3 separate regions of the Mus musculus genome follow, and all the other regions are linked to region 2. Evidence: chromatin contacts called from public Hi-C and promoter capture Hi-C data. All regions are on one chromosome and are shown on one strand. Each heading gives the region's core, a stretch centred on a gene start, on an enhancer-like site or on the middle of the called end of the contact. The rest is flanking DNA. Distances are from core to core; before and after follow the strand shown. Region 1 has its middle 11 kb from the start of Fam71f1. Region 2 holds the start of Kcp (kielin/chordin-like protein). Region 3 has its middle 15 kb from the start of Gm30896.

Region 1 (2,700 bases), core at 128-2,627, 200 kb after region 2:
CTTAGGCCGTCTAACCCTGTTGAAAATGTGGAAGCCGAGGAAAAATCAAAACATGGCTCCAAGCTGGTGGCATCTGGGGCAGGGTGAGAGTGGGAATGTGAAAAAAACAGCTTCTGAAGTGGAAACGTAAGGGTTCTTGGAAAGTCAGCTGGATGGTGTTTTGCTGGGGCAAACATGTGAAGGAACATTTAGCTGAAGTGGACACAGGTGAAAGGCTCTGACAGACTCATAAAAGAACATTTGGCTGAAGCAGACACAGGAGAGAGGATGTTCTGCTAAAGCAAGCATGGGAAAGGACACGAGATAAAGGATCCTTCACTAACGACACACATGTATTATTGGTTCGCCTTACATTGCGTAGTTGAGCTGCATTTTTCGGGATTCCATAAAAAGAAACACACCAAAAAGTTTCTGGTAGTGTGCTACAATTTCTTGCTGCTTCTGTGAACTTAGGCTGATTGGCAGAGTGCTGTCAGCTGAGACAAGACACGTGCTGAGGTAAGACAAGTGGAGGACACGTGATGTTTGAAGGGAATATAAAAAAGACTCAGTCGACAGTGACGGAGGCTGAGCTAAGCTTGCTTATAGAACTAACGGCTGAGGCACAGCAGAGAACTTCTCCTGGAGTTCCCGTTGACCTTGGTCCCTCCGGCTGACTAGTACATGCCGCGAACTGCCCTCAGTCGGGCCCCCCCCTCAATTCGAGGGAGTGGTACAGGTGGGCAGGAGTCAGCAAAAAGTGACAAACAAATACGGACACAAGGGAGTGTGCTGTATCTGAATGTAATTTCAAAGTGAGCATCAGTCTTATAATACAGAAGAAAAACCAGAAAGGTAGGTGAATACATCTGCCTAGGTACATTGAGATGCATTATGGTACTTTACACAAAACAAAGAAAATGCATACATAAAAAGCTGGGGGAGGGGGGAGCCAGGCAGTGTTTACAACTGAGATAGGAACAGCCCTTAAGATCAGCTAAACACGCCTTTAATCCCAGCACTTGGGAGGCAGAGGCAGGCGGATTTCTGAGTTTGAGGCCAGCCTGGTCTACAGAGTGAGTTCCAGGACAGCCAGGACTACACAGAGAAACCCTGTCTCGAGGAAAAAAAAAAATCAGCTAAACACAGGAGCCAGGTGATTCGTCTGATGCAATGCTAGTCTACTGTTAAACCCATCACTAGGGGTCCCTTAGTATACGATATTCCTCTGGGCCTAGTGAAAAACATGCACCAGGGGAATTCCGTTCTACTGACCCTTTCATGAATAATACTTCAGTTCCTCCTAAAACCACAACCCACCTTCTTCCTAGGCCATTGTAAATTCCTGTGTATGGGAGTGACTCAGCTATCTATTGTTCTAAGTATTATGTAGACTAGTCCTGAGATTATTAGCTCTATTCTAGTGAATCGTAATGCCTGATTTCTTTCACTGTCTCCCTTACAGTACTAGAAGCAATTCTGAATGTTACTGAATAGGTAACATTCTTACTGAATTCCAAGCCCAGGGTTGGCTCAAGGACTACCTAGGACATTGGAACACTGGTGGAGGCTAATCTAACTTAGCTATATGTCAAAATCAATCCTTAAAGTCACTTATAATAAAACAATACTGAGGGAAAGCACACAGATCCGTTCACCGACTAAGGCAAGGACAGATTTGGAGCGTTCATTTTACAGGATGCCACGGTTCCAGGAGACTAAGTTTCCATGAAATTTTCACCTCAGGACTACGTCCAGGCTTTTGGGCCTGTCATGAGAGTCACTACTGGAGTGGGTGTGGCAGTAAGGAGGCTGAGGCCTGGCCATCTCTGCTGTGTAGTGTCACCACTGCAATTTGTGTTTGCTATCCCAACTTTACCAAACTGAACTGCTGGTGAATCCATGAAATGTTTACGAGTGAATCGAACTGCCACTGCTAACCTGTGAACTAAACTACTCATTTCCTGACAACACAGACAGGAGTTGCTCCAAAGAACCTTTCTAAACAGGACCGCTTTCCCCATATCCTTTTGTTTTCCACTACCTCTGGTGGGTGCTGGGCTATAAGGGAGGTTAAAGTGTTTAAGAACCATCATTAAACGTAGACTTTAAAATGTTACAAACTGCTATGAATATTTATGAATGGAAGTGTTCATAGCAACTTATCACCCAAACTGGAAACAGCCCAGATGTCTTTGGACAGATGAGCTAATAGACTGTTTCATCCACAGTGAATCCCATTCGGAAACAAACAGGAACATGGTTGTTGATTTGAGCAACACATGAAGCGAAAGAAGACAGAAATCAAGACAGCTGATTCTGTGTAGAGAGATGTCCCTTCTTTCTCCAACATGGGAGTTCTCCGCAATCTATGAACATTGTTGAACTCTGATATAAAGGAGTCCCAGAATTGCTTACTCATACCCCATAAGAAACAAATTATCAACTAAAGCACAAAGTTTCCAGATACTTCTTTTGGTAGCTACCCAGTCAGTACACTGTTTCCCAAAGTCACTCGGGTTGGCTTTCTTCTTCTCCACTTTCCTTGATGTCATTCATTTGTCAAAAGTCACACCCTGGCTTACCTCACAATCCAGGTAAGACAGACTTTTTTTTTTCTTCCCTTTATATACAGTGAAACTCACTCTTTGTGGGATACAACACATCCTTTTTGAACATTTGTTTATCTTTGTGCATGTGTGTGTGCATATGCCACAATGT
Region 2 (2,700 bases), core at 13-2,512:
ATTTCCTCACTTTGGGCTCCTCCCCTGAAGTAAGCCCAGGGCTTCCTACTCCTGCTGAGCCCTGAGTCCAGACTTTGGAAAAGGAGCCCAGCCAGCCAGAGAAGGGAGGCTGGGCATTTGGCCTGCATCTGGTGTAGATGTGGTCGGTGGGCTCCAGGAGAGAGATGTGGAAGTGAAGAGTGGGTGCTTTTAATCAACACTGACTGTTGTTTGTTCTGAGTTCTTACCATCTGACAACCCCTCCCCTCCCAGTGTGTGTGTGTGTGTGTGTGTGTGTTTGTGTTTCATTTAAGATTTCATTCACATATCCCAGGCTGGTCTCAAACCTGCTCTTGTAGCTTATGGTGGCCTTGAATCCTCCCATCTCCTTGCTTCAACTGGGAAAGCTGGCATTGCGGGTGTATGCCACCACACCAATTTCCATAGCAGGCTTCTTGCAGTTCAGCTCCCTGGATTCTTAATTTAGGTGACTTTGTCTGCTGCTCACTGTACTGTGGATGCTGGTTCCACTGCTTATAAACGGGATAACAGAGGCCCTGCGGGAAGTTAGGGGTTATATATTTAGTTTGGGGGGCTTAGACGGGATTAGGGTGGAGCAAAGGTTGGAAGGGAAACAGGTATACGAGCCCAATAAAACAGAACAAAAGAAAGAAGGAAAGAAAGAGAGAAAGGAAGGAAGGAAGGAAGGAAGCAAGCAAGGACGAGAGAGAACTATGTTAACATACATCACATACGTGCCTGGTGCTGGGGAGGTCAGAGGTGGGCGTTGGATTCCCTGAAATAGAAATTATAGATGATGGTGAGCAGCCACGTGGGTGCTATGAACGGAACTCAAGTCCTCTACAAGAGCAGCAAATGCTCTTAACCACTGAACCATCTCTCCAGCCCCTTGCAGAGGGTTTTCAGTCCAGCTCAGCCTTCTGTTCCCATAAGCCCATGAGGTGGAAGTAAAGTCACTGGGACTGTCACTGGGACCCCCTAGAGGATGAGCAACCCCAAAGGGCAGGGACATGGTTGCTCCTGGTCGCTTACCCCGCACCCAACTTCCTGCAGAGCTTGGAAGACTGCTATGGGTCAGGATCCTCAGGGGAACGGGGTGGGGTGGGGTGGATTGGGGTGGGGTGGGGTGAGAAGCCCTAGGTGCGATAGGGGAGCGGGCACCAAGGGGCGGAGAACCGCGGAGCCCTCCCTGAACAAAGACTGGGTGGGCGGCGGCTTGAGTCTCCGCACCCCGCCTCCCGCAGCGCCGGCTGAGCACAGACCTAAAGCGAGGCGGGTCGAGCGAGCATGGCGGGGGCTCGGGCGGCGTTGCTACCACTGCTCCTGCACCTCGGGAGCCTGGCGCTGGCCGCGCGGGGTGAGTCGGAGCGTCCTGGGTGTGCCCCAACTTATGGCTCAGCCCAGCAGACCGTCGGACCGGGCCAGACCACTTCTCCATCCCCGCCTGGGTTGCGCGTCGCTGGCCGGCCTTGGTGCTCTCTCTCCGTCCTCCCCGTCGGTGGGCGAGCAGGGTGGGGGCAGGGCGGCCAGACAGGGATTGCTGAACTGGGCCGGGTCCTTCTGTGGTCCCTGCCAAGGAGTCCTAAGTAGCGGTGAAGCAGAGGCTGTCCTGGCATCTGAGTATCTGAAGTTAATTATTTGTATTGAGGAGAGGGGGAGGGGAGCGCTCTCTGTGGGAAATGACTTAGTCCTGTCCGGCTTGCACTTATGGTTGGTCTCTGCAAAAGCAGAGTAGGAGGAGGGTAAGGGGAAACCTGAAGACAGTTTCTGGGGAGCAACCAGATTCGTGCCACTTCCAGGACTTTCTGCAGATCTTCCAGGAAAAGGGACTGAGCCTGTCTTCAGCTGGGGATCCAAGAGGACACCCTGAATGGCTCCTCGGCCCCCTCCGTTGTGCCTGCTTAAGCAAAGCGGGAGGAGCTGGTTGGGTGCTGGGGCTTTAAGGGTTGGGTCGCTAGAGGAGGTCACGCTTGGGGTTTCAGATACTGAGACCCCGCCCGCGAGCATCATCCTTGTGGATGGAAGTTGGGCAGGGAGACCATGTCAAGACAGTGCCAATTTCTGGGGACAAGGTGAGAACAGAATGCATGGGATGCTGGTGGTGTGAAGGTAGACCGGCTGGGACCTGTGGTGGGGAGAGCTGTATGGCGGTGGGGTGGAAAGCTGGGCAGTGCTGTGGTGACAGATGAAGTCTTAACTTGCTGCTTGGCGCCTTGTGCTGTGGAGAGAGGACAGACTGCAGTAGGAGACTTTCTCTTCAGCTTCTGTGAAGACAGTGGGATGGGGGTGGGGGTGGGGGAGGCCGTGGATTATGAGACAACTGAGGGAAACCAGAGACTGGTGGGAACTAAGGGATACCGGAGAGTAGCACTGAACCCCAGAGTTGGGGTGGCATTTATTGAGCCCCGGAAATTGGGCTGGAACGTCCTCCTCTTTATGGTGACAGTAGAAAGAAAGGAGCAGGTGACATCCCCCTGCTTCGCAGGCCTAGTGTCCCTGGGAGAAAGACTTTCAGTTACTCCAGCTCTTCCTGATTGAGTTGCCGCTGTGAGAAAGAAAGGCCAGACATCTCCTTCAGCCCCTTTCTTGGTCAGCACTTCTGGGGACCCTTCCACTCCATGATGTCTGTGGCCGGTGCCCTCGCCTCTACCTTCCTGCCTTGAGAGTGGGCATAAGGTGAAGAGAAATGTAGCTGGGCCC
Region 3 (2,700 bases), core at 48-2,547, 150 kb before region 2:
TGGAGGACAGACTGAGCTACAGGAGACCCTGACTCAAAATATAAAAGGAAACAAAATCAGTCTTCTAATAATTCTAAGGTACAAAGGTTTAGTGTATCCCGCACTTGCCGAGCATGCATGAAACCCTGGGTTTGAGCCCACTGTCACAGACAAAAATGTTTGTGATAACAATTCTCATGCCAAGCTAGGGTTGAGAGCTACCTGCTGGGCACGTGCATGGTGCTATTACTTTCCTGGGGCCACCTTCTCAGCTAAGTCTGCTATGAAATCAGTAAGCTTTGCCTTCCTGGAAATTTGCATACAGGTCACTTTTGGAGCTAGATAATGAAGTTCCATGGAAAGAAGGCTCACTCTTGCCTTGCTGGGCAAAAGGATGTTTACCGGGGTCCTTTTTAAAATAATCCCCCACAGCCCCATCCAGCAGAGGGATTCATTCTGGTTACAGGAGGGGCACAAGCCAGTTCAGAGTTTCCTTGTGGGGCTGGAAAACAGAAATTCTTCTGATTTTCCTTGTCCCTAAAGTAAAGCATTTAGAGGGGGGAAAGTACATTAAGAGAAAACTTGAGGGCTGGAGAGATAGCTCAGTGGTTAAGAGCACTGACTGCGGGGCTGGTGAGATGGCTCAGTGGGTAAGAGCACCCGACTGCTCTTCCAAAGGTCCAAAGTTCAAATCCCAGCAACCACATGGTGGCTCACAACCATCCGTAACGAGATTTGACTCCCTCTTCTGGAATGTCTGAAGACAGCTACAATGTACTTACATATAATAAATAAATAAATCTTTAAAAAAAAAAAAAAGAGCACTGACTGCTCTTCCAGAGGTCCTGAGTTCAAATCCCAGCCACCACAGGGTGGCTCACAACCATCTGTCATGGGATCCAACACACTATTCTGGTGTATATCAGAAGACAGCTGCAGTGTACTCATATAAATAATAAATAAATAAATAAATAAATATATAAAAAAAAAGAGTAAACTTGAAATTGCAGAGTCTTTGGTGCAGTGCTGGGCCAGGGGATGGGAGGTGGGGATGGGATTTTGTGAACTTGGGCCTGGGGCTGGAGAAAGGGGAGGGTGAAGGGAAGGGGAGGGGAGGGGAGAGGGAGGGGGAACAGAGCTTCCCTGTAGGTTCAGATTGTTGCTTCAGGTTGGCTGTTCCTACTGGAATTCACCTTTAGAAAGAGGCTTTCTTCCAGCGCTGTTAGTGAAGCGAAGCGAATGCAGAGTGTCTGTAAGGCCTTTCCTTTCCTTTCCGCATGGCTGGGAACTGCAGCGAGTTACTGAGTAACTGACTACGAAGTTAATGTGCCTCAAAGGCCTTTACAGGAGCAGCAGCAGTTTAAAAGCTCTAACGAGGCAGTTAGCCCAAGGCCAAAAACTGGGAGAACCTCGATCCTGGCCTAAAAGATGCCGCCGCAGGGCAGAGAGAAACCAGTCCAATGGATAGAATGCAGCGAGCAGATGAATGAGAAAAATAGGGGTGGGGGTTGGTACAACTTTTAACCTGCCTCCAGTTGCCTCCCTGTAATGGGACTGAGCTGCTGGTGACCCACTTGGACAGGATACAATCAACTTTGTCCCTCTAGTCTGGTATCTATCAGCACAGACTCCTTTCTTTCTTCCTTCCTTTCCTTCCTTCCTTCCTTCCTTTCTTTCTTTCTTTCTTTCTTTCTTTCTTTCTTTCTTTCTTTCTTTCTTTCTTTCTTTGAGACAGGGTGTATGTACCTTTGGCTGTCCTAAACTCACTATGTAGACCAGGCTGGCCTTGAACTCACAAAGATCTGCCTGCCTCTGCTTCCCAAGTGCTGGGACTAAAGGCATGTGCCACTATGTCATGTTATTGAAGAGGTCAGCTCAGCCATTAGAAAATTCCATCGGACATACACACACACACACACACACACACACACACACACACACACACTCACACACACCTTCCTGGAAGAGACAGGTCAGAGAGCACATAGGCCAGAAGGGAGATGTTGAGTAAGCCCCTACTACCTCATTCCCTAAAGACCAATCAGTTTAAAGCACTGATCCACCAATCATATTTTGCCTAGTTGCTGATGCTTTATTCTATCCCTGGAAACCATATAAAAACTTGCCAGAACTTGCCTCCTCTCCTTCAGGTGTGGGCTAACCCCAGTGCATTGGAACAATAAATTCCTCTTGCTTTTTGCATCGATTCTGGCTCTGCATCGTTCACTCAGGGGGTCCCGGGTAAGCTAAGGCTCTTCAGAGTCTTATATAAGCACAGAGTCTTAAACATAGAAGAGTATAAAAAAGAGAGACTATAATTCTCTAGTTCCTCTTATTTTCTGCATCAAACACATCCAGAGATACACTGCTAATTATGTCTCCTCTGAAAACATTCTCACTGAAGCCTTCCCTATTCTCCTGCTTCCGCTGGGAGTTTGGGGTGTCTCAGCTCAGCACTGAAACCCCTCTCTTCTGCACTGATTTGGCTCTATTCGGTGTATTTGCTCTCTTTCATGAGATACAGTCATTTCTTACCATGCTTTATATCTGCATGAGCTGTGAATGGCGCCATATTGGACACACAGGAATTAATACAGTTGCATCTGGTCTTCTTTTACAGGCTCACTTCCCCGTCCCCTCCGCTCCCACCATGTCTTCCTACTTACCGTTCCAGGAACTCAGCCTCCATATCTTCATATTTCACCTTCTCTTCCACTGTCC

What was found. Promoter capture Hi-C pulls out the DNA fragments that hold promoters and counts their contacts. A called contact is a pair of places that touch in the nucleus more often than the background predicts.
Region 1: a contact with region 2 is called in a promoter capture Hi-C map of embryonic stem cells, with 2.2 times the contacts expected there. The contact joins the enhancer-like site here to the promoter of Kcp in region 2. A contact is called at or near these places in 10 of 39 promoter capture datasets (the HPC-7 cell line, cranial neural crest, embryonic stem cells and 3 more), 6 of 484 Hi-C or Micro-C datasets (the G1E-ER4 cell line, the HL-1 cell line, embryonic retina and 1 more), 3 of 115 datasets of contacts at active chromatin or transcription factors (embryonic stem cells and large pre-B cells) and 2 of 9 other capture datasets (embryonic stem cells and pancreatic islet).
Region 3: a Hi-C map of liver shows a contact between it and region 2, with 2.5 times the contacts expected there. The contact joins the enhancer-like site here to the promoter of Kcp in region 2. A contact is called at or near these places in 13 of 39 promoter capture datasets (the C10 cell line, the HPC-7 cell line, cranial neural crest and 8 more), 4 of 15 datasets of contacts at CTCF or cohesin (CD8 T cells, the G1E-ER4 cell line, the NIH/3T3 cell line and 1 more), 42 of 484 Hi-C or Micro-C datasets (the AML12 cell line, the AtT-20 cell line, B cells and 25 more), 5 of 115 datasets of contacts at active chromatin or transcription factors (CD8 T cells, embryonic stem cells and stem cell-derived neural progenitor cells) and 3 of 9 other capture datasets (adipose tissue, liver and pancreatic islet).

The regions. Positions count from the first base shown.
Region 1 is chr6:29,307,263-29,309,962 of GRCm38.p6, reverse strand. No RefSeq gene overlaps it. Among named protein-coding and RNA genes, the nearest start is that of Fam71f1, 11 kb to the left of the region's middle. Within about 2 kb of position 1,377, at least 27 of the 459 cell types and tissues checked have an H3K27ac peak or open chromatin away from gene starts, as enhancers often do. A contact at or near this core is called in the HL-1 cell line, embryonic stem cells and trophoblast stem cells, where this site is marked.
Region 2 is chr6:29,506,514-29,509,213 of GRCm38.p6, reverse strand. Kcp (kielin/chordin-like protein) reads left to right here and starts at 1,262. Exons shown (of 38, transcript NM_001029985.4): 1 at 1,262-1,357. The coding sequence starts at 1,288. Gm26627 (a long non-coding RNA gene) reads right to left here and starts at 2,042. Exons shown (of 3, transcript XR_868831.3): 1 at 1,263-2,042; 2 at 327-775.
Region 3 is chr6:29,659,453-29,662,152 of GRCm38.p6, reverse strand. No RefSeq gene overlaps it. Among named protein-coding and RNA genes, the nearest start is that of Gm30896, 15 kb to the left of the region's middle. Within about 2 kb of position 1,297, at least 19 of the 459 cell types and tissues checked have an H3K27ac peak or open chromatin away from gene starts, as enhancers often do. A contact at or near this core is called in liver and pancreatic islet, where this site is marked.